3 separate regions of the Mus musculus genome follow, and all the other regions are linked to region 2. Evidence: chromatin contacts called from public promoter capture Hi-C data. All regions are on one chromosome and are shown on one strand. The core of a region is the stretch at or near the end of the contact, and the rest is flanking DNA. Distances in the headings are between cores, read along the strand shown.

Region 1 (3,634 bases), core at 708-3,207, 2.0 Mb before region 2:
TCATTGTGATTTCTTCTTTTCTTCTAACAAGGGGAGCAGCCTTAGCTAGCAGGCGGGGACCACGGAGCATGGCGAATGGATTTCAAGTGGAGTGTCAGGGCCACTAATTCTATGTCAGCTAACCTTTCTTTGCAGCCTACAAGAAGGGACGCATGTCTGCTCATTACCATAATCCAGCACTGTCCCTCTGAGGCTTTAATTAAAAGCAGCAAGCAGAGGTAATTATTTTTTCTCGACATGCTTATTTATGGATGAGGTTGAATCCCAGTTACCTTGTTATACAAGAGGGTGGATTGAGTCGCCTGTGGCCCATGAAGCGAGCAGGTATAGGGCAGGCTTGAAGTGTCCCCTGTCTGAAATTCTGTGTGTAATGACTGGTGAATTCTCACTTCCCTTGATACCACCCTGTTTGGGCTAGAAGGGGTCAGCCCTGCTTGAATGGTCCTGAGTGGGCCCTCCAGCTGTTTAATCCGCAGCAATTTAGAAGTAATGCCCCAGTGGCGGGCTCTCTATTAAGCCGTCTTACAGGGATCGTTTCCTTCCTCAGCCACTGGACACCCCCTGTAATACTTAGCACTTAAAGAAAGCAATCATTTAAATTATTTAAACTAGGTCTTAGTTAGCCATGCCATTTTTCTTGGGGAAATCTAACAATTCCTCTAAGTTGGTTTTTCCCTAGCAGTTTCACCAGTGACAGTGATTGTCTCTGTATTTATATACCTTAAGTGGCCGTGGGGAAAACCGATCTTACTCTTTTCTTGTTCAGCTAGCTTCTCATTAAAGAAAAATATAGGCGATGTGTATTTTGTTTAAATCAACATCCACTAGCCAATTGCCATACAAATGTAAGAAAATGCAATGCCTGTAACTTTGGCTAGCCCCTTTCCTATTCGTTCTCCCATATGCCCCAAATGGCAAGTATATTTTCCAGACAGTGGGAATAAGAAAAATAGCCACAACATAGAAAGTTTATGATACTACTTTCTGTTTCTGCACTCGTCCTGTCCCCTTCTGATTTCCAATTGCAAGTCAAATACGTTGCAGAATACAGGTTCTCTCAGCTCCCTTTCAGTATAAACCCTCTTTCTCTTCCCAGTTGCCTACATTTCAACGGTTTGTACCTTGATTTCTGCCTCGCGTTTGAAAGTATTCTTCACAGAAGCTTTTTATTGTGACAGGAGATCGCCCTCCACTTTGGCAACAGCAGGGACTCAGTCATTAAAATGCAGTTCTATCTAACAATACAGCGAAAAGGTCCCACAGCCGGGCTAATAGCGGTCCATGCTGCCTCGGTGGCCGCCTTGACGCAAATCAGCCACAATAGCGATAGGCAGGACCCCGGGCTTTATAGTATCTAGCCTTTCACAGTCCTACGCCCATCCCTAGGCCCGGGTTCTCTTCCTTCGCAGATCCTCCTGGGAAACTCAGAGCCAGCTGGGCTCGCTGAAAGCCGGTCGCTACTGCCGGATGCTCTCCCTCCACTCCGGGCTGGCATTGTCTGGCAGCCGCGAGCTCCCCAGTCCCTAGCTTCTCCAGAAAAGTGCTCCTACCCGCTCCTCCCTTTGTATAATCTTATTGGCAGTGGAAACAACATTCCGCGTCGTTTCCCTCCTATCTTCTAGATAACGAGGAAAAGGGGGACAATTTTTTCACTCCTTGTACTCAACCTGTCCTCTTCCCATCCCCCTCCCAGGTCAAAGCAAATAGACTTACCAGAAATAAGGTCAGGACCGAGTCGCCCAAATAAGGCCACCTGGAACCAACGGGGTGCAAGCCAGTGTTCCTTCCTGCCTATTACATTAGTGTATCTCCATGTCAAGAGGTGTCGGTGTCAGTCTTGTGGGTTCTGTCCAAAGAGAGAAGAGAGATGCAGATAGATTAGGAGAGAGAGAGAGAGAGAGAGAGAGAGAGAGAGAGAGAGAGAGTTGTACAGATGGACCCGATGCAATGACTGACTGGCACGCAGACACACACTTTTTGTTTGCTGCACATAATCTGCCCAATGACGCGTGACAGCCCACGTCCCCTCCCTTTAACTCTTGCCGGTCTGGGAGATCCCTCCGGCGCCACAAGCCTGGTTTTTCTGGACTGCCCGCGCTAGGCAGATCCTAAGCTCCTTCCCGAAGTGGCATAGCCTCCCCGAGAGCATCCTGGCCTGCCTTCTCCTGCAGCTGGGTCCCTCTGGGACACCTGGGTTGGCAAAATCCGTTTCGGGCTCAGGAAGGAAGGTGTCAGAAGGAGCAGAGCGGTTCTTTTCCGTTTTGCTGGGCACTCAGAGGACGTAGGACAAGGAGTTGAATTGGCTATGTTGCCAGCGCGTGAACTACTTGCATATGTCCCTAGAGTTTGAGTGGTATGTCCCTGCTCCCCCAAAAGGAGGGTGAGAATTTGCCCCGCGGGATTCTTTGGCCATTGACTGCCGCTGATCTGTGAAGCTAGTGGCCTAGGAGGTGACAAACAGACTTCCTTAAAATGCATTCATGCCACCTAGCAGAGACTCCCGTGTAAATACTGGCGACAGGGGGTATGATTTGGTGGGAACTCGGCTAGCCATCTCCCATCCAATGGGATGGGGTAAGAAGATAAGTCTGGAATGCTGCCAGACACCTAAAGGGACTTCGGCTGTTTTTAGGTCCCAGAACAAGGGTCTGTGCGTGGATATGGGCTAGGAGGGCGTTGCTGGGAAAAGCCTAGGTCATTGGACTCAGGTGTTAAAGCTTTTCACCTTCTGTGCTCTCTCTGTATTTTGTGGTTCCCAAGGGGGTCCCATAATGGCGGCCAGGATTCTAAGACCTCATGATACAGAAAGGATGGTTCAAAGTTAAAAAAAAAATTACTGAGAAGGACTCTCAAGAGCCTTTCACATCCAGCCGTTGATGGAGGAGTGGACCGAATCACAGGAGTGAGGCTGTCTCGGGAGTCTCGTTTGTGCGCTAAGCCACTTAGAGGCGCTGGCTTGTCCTCTGGAGCGGCAGCTGATGCTAATGACTTGAGGTCTTTGACAGCCAGAGAGTTTTCTCCTTCTGCGGGGGCCACAAAACAATGACGCTAGGGGCTCTCTGGCTGTTTTTCTCTGGTAGGCTTTCTATTCCTAAGGAAAGAAAGGCCTTTGAGTGGCGCAGGCAATCCCTCAATTCCTACCCCCACTCTCCCGGAATTCAATTGAGCAATAGGTCAGGTTGAGTATAAATCCAATTGTATAGTTTACTCGCTAAAGGGCAGGAGTCAGGGCCAGAATTTAAGGAGGAGACAATCTCTGTCCTTGCCTCTCAGAGTGAGCATATGAGGGTTGGCAAAGAGCAGCTGACAGTATAATCTTTACGGAGCTCTGAGACTCCTGTCTGGAAGCCTAGAGGCCAGCAAGACATCAAATGTACCTGCTGCCAGGGAAGAATGGGTGATGAGGAAATATAGGAAATTTCCTAGAAGTTAATTTCTTTGGCTTCCTTTTTTTTTTTTTTTTTTTTTTTTTTTGTTTTTTTTGTTCCTTCTGGTCACCTCCCAAGAGAGTTGCCAGTCCTGATCACATATAATTCCTGCCTAAAATCAGCTGGGCCTGGGGACATCATAGACTGGGAGAAAGGTCAAAATCCTCACCTGACTTCCAGGTTGACTGCTGACCTTTCAAAGAAAA
Region 2 (3,170 bases), core at 364-2,863:
TGAGAAATATCACACTACATGCATCCACACACATGTACACACATACCTTCCCGCATGCACATACAGTGAAAAGATGAATCTAAAATGGGTAGAGTATATTTGCAACATGTTCACTGGACAAACGAGTTGTATCTTGAGTGTGAAAGAGCAACACAATTGAAAAGTAAACAAGAAGGATAAAAAGACTTCAAACTAGAAAGGAAATGCCAATAGTGTGAAAGCTGTCCACTGAGTAGTATTACCTTATTAGTAAGCAAGGATACATCAATTTAAAACACATTATAGAATTCCATATTAGCACTACTTAAAGAGTGCTCAGTAGACCTATTATAATCTGCAACCACAAAAAGGTTACACTAGCATGTGAAACAAAGCACTAAATTATACTGTTCAATGCAACAGGCAATACTTTTAATAATGGGCATGCTGGAGATGCCTGTCCCAACACATGGGAGCCTAACCCTGTCTCAAATTGTTTTTGTTTTTTAGCAAAACTTAATCAAGAAAGCAGTGTCTACTTTTATTGTGGAGATGCAGTTTGTAAACTGGATGGTCTAAGTACCATTGTTTTACAAGCACTGGAATAAGGAAGGTTATGAAGCTTATGTTCCTGGCCAGTGGGGAGACAAGACACAATAAATAGAGGAAGGAGAAGGGCTGCAAGGTCAAAGAAGAGGGGGAGTTGATTGCATTTTAAAAGTAAAGATCAATTTCATATGAGAGGTGACGGAGCTCTTACTGTGCAAGCATGAGGGGTGAAATTCAGATTCCTGGCAGCCACATAAAAGCTGGGTAAACACAGTGCAACACCTCCCACCTCCAGGGGCTTCACTGGAGACAGTGGGATCCGCAAGCTCCAGGTCCAGTGACAAACTCTGCCTCTGGAAACAGCCTGGATACTGGCTGGCAGAAGAGAGCCTCCATGGGCACACATACATATGCACTCACACACATGTGAACATGTATACATAGACCAAGTACACATACACATGAAAAAGATCTTATAGTGTATATGGCACTGTGAATTCCTATTAGCCATGTCTAACGTGCTCAGACATGGCTATACAAAACACTACAGAATTAGTCTCCAAATGATAAACACGATAGCCTCTGTAAATTTACTAACTGGAATCGCCTTTATTCATAAACACGCCAAGGTTCAGATATTTACAGATGTAAATCACTTCATATACCACCTTTCCCTTCAGGGCTCGCTTATCAAACTGAACACGCCCGCTATCCCACACACACAACAGAATCTTGCCTTGTACTCCTCACCCCTGACTATAAGTACTGCCAATGTATTTCCGCTCCCATTTCATCCTCAAAATGACCTGCTCCAAGAGAGAACCCTTGCGTTAAGTGTCGCTTTTAAGCACTGATGACCCTCTGGGCTGTGGAGCCCAGAAGATCACGGAAGCATTTCGAGGACCGAGAAGCTGACCGGTGCCTACGAGATTCTGCCATGGATTCCGCTGCAACAGGAAACTTGGCTCTAGATTTACTTTCCACGCAAGAACACTGCTCCTCTTACCTCTACGGAGGCACCTTACGGCCGCCGCCATGTTGACTGTTCCGGATTGTGCTGACGAAGTGGGTCCCGGGTTTCAACTGCACGGAAATGCGAAAAAGGGTTCCGCGCGGAAGCTGGCAAAGGGGGAAGGAGTTGGTAGGAGCAGAAGAGCAGGGCGGGGACGACCTGGCTTCAGTGCCCTCGTGGCGAGGTTCCTGTCGGTTCCCTGTCTGAGACTGCCTTTCGTGGCTCGGGTTCAAAGGTTTATCAACCTTCGGGGCGGGGGTGGGGAATGGCTTTGTTGAAAACTCTGTAATTAATTATTCATTCCTTCTTATTTTTAATTTTGGACCCTGCAGATGTACTCCGAACGGTCATTTAAATAGAGGGAACCTGGTTCTCTGACTAAAGTCTTGAGAAAGCTGAAGTGTCCCCAGCTTCCTTCGCTATACTCTTGGCCTTCTTAAGATTCGGTTTTTCTTTAAATGAATATTGCTAGGCGACCGTGCGCGGAGCTAGCGTGTGCGCGCCTCTGAGTTCAATCTTCTTCATAGCAAAGAGAAAACAGAATCCATCAAACTTCGCCTCCACCCAAGGCGGGCCAGGAGGTCCCACTCTCTCACCCCCTTCCACCCCCCTTTGAGCAAACCTTAATCTTTCATCCGTCTGCTTTTTGGTTTCCGGCTGCTGGCAAGCTGTGCTGATCAGACCTAAGGAGCAGTACACTGCTTGGAGTTTTCGAAACACGTCTAGGGTTTTGTTTTGGTTTTTGGAGTTTGTCTGTTTTTGTTTTTGTTCTACGTAGCCAATTAGAGACCAGTGCACAGGTTATTCTGACCCCTTCCTACCCCCTACCCCCCCCCCCCCCAAAAAAAAAACATCCGTTATGTCTCAGCTGCCCGTGTGGTTTCTCTAAACCAAGTCTGGTCAGGAATTAATTCATAAGAATAAACTCCTCCAGTAATTGGCCATTTCCAAAGGCTCACTTACGGGCCTCTGCCTACCTCCTCAACCAACAACCTTCCTAACACACATGCGAGTGTACACATAACACACACACACAAAGAGAGGGAGGGAGGGAGGGATGAAGGGAGGGCAGAAGACACATTTCTCACCTCTGTGACATTTTTCCTCTCTGGCTTTTGTTTGAATTATTATGCAACACATTAACAGTATTTTTTCCCCTTAAGATTTAAATTCAGACTCTGCTCATTGTTGGCAGTCTCCTTTCATACTTCCAGGACTGAATTATGGCCACTTCTTCCTGGTTTTATGTAATAAACAGAATTAGTAATTTTTTTATTTATTTGAAACAATTCTGAGACCTATTATTCTATATAATACAATTTACCAACCTAAGTGTACAATTTAGTGGGGGGTTGAGCACACAGAGCTGTGCAGCTGTCACAATGTATCTCCCCATCTCTTTGAGCTCTTTGTGGGCAGCAATCATGTCGTTCATTTTTGTAACCTCAGCACATACTACACACAGCGTCAGACCGGAAGGAAGGTCTGCAGTAAACGTTGAAAAAAAAAAAAAAATGAATCCATGCTTATATGAATTAGTGACTTGATAAGAATTTCAAGCCTGCAAAACTTGGCTTCCTGAAGCTACTCACAGAAGATGGACCTCATCAAAGCTGGAATTTTCCAGAAG
Region 3 (3,387 bases), core at 114-2,613, 1.8 Mb before region 2:
ATGAACCTATTACTTTGATGTCAAATAAATGGACATCAAAGCAAACGACCCTCTGAATTCATGTCTCTCTACTTGTAGATCAGCCAGCGCAACTCTGAGACCTCATCAGACAAGTTTCTCAGTGCAGGGGATGGTGGTTAATGCACAAACCCACAAATGGTCAAATCGAAGAGAATAAATGCTCGTGGATTGCCCAGCCACAAATGGGACATACAAATCACAAGCCCTCCTTAACGTTCCAGGACAATCCACAAAGGGTGGGAGTAAGGTGAGTGAAAAGATTCACAGAACTCTAGGTCAGGGGCACTACAGCTCAGCGCTGGCCTCTGGGCATGACGGGATTGCTGCATGCATGAACACACAGCCGCTGAGGTTGTCGCACAATATCCTCAGAAGATCAAGCCAGTCAACCTGCTAGCATGGAGTGGGAAACTTTTTTTTTTTTTTTTTTTTTTTAATGAAATCCCACCGGTCACCCTGGAGCTATGCACAGTAGAAGGCTTCCGAGTGGGGCTATGGTTTTCTTTAAGGGTGTGGTTCTTTGAAGGCTAAACCTACTCCATTGAATGGTCCCCACGTGGACCAGGAGTATATAGACTGCTCAAATTGGAGTCTATGGGTTCTTGACAAAAGGGACACGAAGTTGAGGTGTGTGTAGGGAGGTGAGGGTTGATTTCAGAGGAGTTAGGGGTAGGGAGGTGTTGGGTGTGTGTGTGTGAAAAATATATATGATCAGTACACGTCGCATGAAACTCTCAGAATTAATGAAAAATGGAAAAATTATCAAATAGAAAAAAAAAGAGAAAGAAAAGAGGAAGTCCCCTTTCTTAAACCTTAAATCCTGCGTCACTAGGTCGGTGTGTGATGGATGAAAGGTGCGGAGGGATGAGGCATAAGGCCGTCACTATCCAGGAGACAGCTGGTCCTGAGTCTCTAAACCACGCGGAGGGCCGTTCCAGCACAGCTGGGGAAAACAGGCCGGGCCAGGCTTGCGGGAGAGTTGGATATGTTTAGTATCTAGAGGACGTTTGTTTTTCAGAACTCCTCTCTCCCTTCCGAAATCTGGCAGGCGTTAGTCATCCGCTGCTCAGCACGAACCCTCAAGTGTGCTTGTGTGGCTCGTCGGGCTTCCTCCCGGCGCCCCGCCCTCGGGCTCGCACGAGCAGACCGGTCAGCGCCCACTCCCACCCCCCAGGCCTGAGGTGCCCGGCGGCCTGCCGCTCCCCCGGGTGCTTAGCATCCCGGGCTGCAGAGGCTCGCCCCGCGCGGCGCGGCGCCAGGTTGGGGCAGGGAAGAAAGTTATAAAGTGCCGCGAGGAGTTGGGCGGTCCGAGGAAGAGAGGCGGAAGAGGAGGACTCGGCTGAGTTCCCGCGGCGATCGTGGGGTCCGCGGGTGCCTGTCCCGCAGCTCACCACCGCAGCTAGACGCCAGCCTTTCTGCTCCCGGGTGGGCGCCGGAGACTCAGCGGGAGGCGAGGAACTTGTCCCGAGAGCTGTCGCTGCGGGCCTCATTGTCTGCAGCAACTCTCCGGAATCCGGAGTGGGAGAACTGGACTCTGTCCACTGGGATTTGCCCAGAGTTCCGGCGGCAGCTGTGGCGGCTGCGGAGACTCTCTTTGTCCTCCCAGGACCTCGCTCTCTCTCCTCAGTGGCAGCTGTTGGGTGGCTCTGAGCTTGGAGAGGGCATCCCAGCCCCGCTCAGCCTCTGACCCCCGGGCGAGTCCCCGGTGACTCCGCCTCTTTCACGTCTCTGCTCTGTGAAGCCCGGAGCCCAGAACCCCGAGCCCAAGGGACTGTGAGCCAGAGAGAGCTGCCGGGCCCCGGCCACAGGATGGTGGCCGGTCGGTCCCGGGCGCGCAGCCCTGGGAGCTGGCTGTTCCCTGGCCTGTGGTTGTTGGCTGTGGGCGGTCCGGGGTCGTTGCTGCAAGCCCAGGAGCAGCCCTCTTGCAAAAAAGCCTTCGATTTGTACTTCGTACTGGACAAGTGAGTGAAGGAGGACTGTGGGGTCAGGGTCTCCTGGGGGGAGGGCAGCTCTGAATCAGCTAGGACTGAAGTTGAGATGTGTTTGGATTCTGGGGGAGGCGACGAGGGAACTCTCCCTAGTGTGCATGTGGCTGACTCCTTTCAAAGGCAAGCTCATTAGCTGTACAGGAATAGGGGCTGCGAGACTCCAGGGCTACTTGGTTCTCCAAAGGAGAGGCGTGCAGTGCTTTTTTTGTCCTGGAATCTTTTGGGAAACGGTAGTGTGGCCACCTGCAGCTCGTTTCCTCCCAGGAACTTTTGTGCCTCTTTATCATACTCCCCCTAGACCCCCACGGACATTCTAAAGTTTGCCTAATTTTATCCTGATCACACTGGGAGCCAGGGGGGGGGGGGGAAAGCCTTAATATACCCAATGTGGCTTGCATTTCCTGAGAAATGAGGGCTTGTGTTTTTATTTTGAAAAGCCAGGTCTCTCTCTAAACAGTACAAAGCAAGTGTCCCCCCCCCCCCCCCCAAGAAGTGTGGTCTTCCTGGTTTCCTTGATTCAGCCCAAACACTAAAGTTTCAGCTCTGAACATGGACATGAACAAGCACACTTAACTTTGAAGAGGGGAGTCAGTCCCCGCCCCCTATCCCTGACCCCCGACCTCCACCCCCCATCATGCGCCTTTTAAAACTGAAGAAATGTTTGCCATTAAGGCCCACTTTTTGTCTTTCTGATCAATTTATCTTCCTTTTTCAGGTCTGGCAGTGTAGCAAATAACTGGATTGAAATTTATAATTTTGTCCACCAGCTGACAGAGAGATTTGTGAGGTATGTCTCCCCATCGTACCTTTCTTGGCATTGGAAAGGAAATCGAACAAACAGCCGGGTTTCCCTGTTCTAAAACCCTTCTCATGGGAAATCTTTCCCGAAATCAAAATGTTGAATTTTAAACGTCTCAAGGTGGCCCTTTCACACATGGTGTGCAGGCGAGACTTTCAGCTAACCCTTGCAAGTTCAATTTATCTGGCTCCCAGAAACTTGGCCCAGGGTGTGAGGGAACATCTTCAAATACAATTCTTAATGTCTTTTCCTTTTCGACCACTCATCTGTTTTGAGTTTGAGTTATGCTTTCTCATAATTTATCACATTTAAAAAATACATTTTATCCTAATAGTGTCTGTACTATATTTTCAACTCCACACACTTGGCTCTGTAAACTTCCACATTTTAAAAGTGTCGGAAAACTTTAAATGAACATGTGTTAATAACCCACTAGCTGAAAAAGCACTTGTGTGTGTGTGCATTTAAAGAAATGAGTTGTGTTTACACAATGTGTGGGTGTGTGGCTGGTTTAAAATGTAACCGTTCTATATATGCAGGAGGCTTCACTAGCAAACACTGTTTCCCTCGGCTATAAAA

Evidence for each region. Promoter capture Hi-C pulls out the DNA fragments that hold promoters and counts their contacts.
Region 1: a promoter capture Hi-C map of pre-B cells shows a contact between it and region 2, with 4 times the contacts expected there. The contact joins the promoter of Prdm8 here to the promoter of Mrpl1 in region 2. A contact is called at or near these places in 7 of 39 promoter capture datasets (the C10 cell line, frontonasal cranial neural crest, hippocampal neurons and 3 more) and 1 of 115 datasets of contacts at active chromatin or transcription factors (astrocytes).
Region 3: a promoter capture Hi-C map of neutrophils shows a contact between it and region 2, with 3 times the contacts expected there. The contact joins the promoter of Antxr2 here to the promoter of Mrpl1 in region 2. A contact is called at or near these places in 6 of 39 promoter capture datasets (the 3T3-L1 cell line, the HPC-7 cell line, liver and 2 more), 1 of 484 Hi-C or Micro-C datasets (pre-B cells) and 1 of 9 other capture datasets (liver).

The regions. Positions count from the first base shown.
Region 1 is chr5:98,179,192-98,182,825 of GRCm38.p6, reverse strand. It overlaps Prdm8 (PR domain containing 8), which reads right to left and starts at 1,957. Exons shown (of 4, transcript NM_029947.2): 1 at 1,714-1,957.
Region 2 is chr5:96,208,558-96,211,727 of GRCm38.p6, reverse strand. Mrpl1 (mitochondrial ribosomal protein L1) reads right to left here and starts at 1,613. Exons shown (of 9, transcript NM_053158.3): 1 at 1,535-1,613. The coding sequence starts at 1,565.
Region 3 is chr5:98,028,993-98,032,379 of GRCm38.p6, reverse strand. It overlaps Antxr2 (anthrax toxin receptor 2), which reads left to right and starts at 1,363. Exons shown (of 17, transcript NM_133738.2): 1 at 1,363-1,982; 2 at 2,725-2,796. The coding sequence starts at 1,831. It also overlaps Gm42759.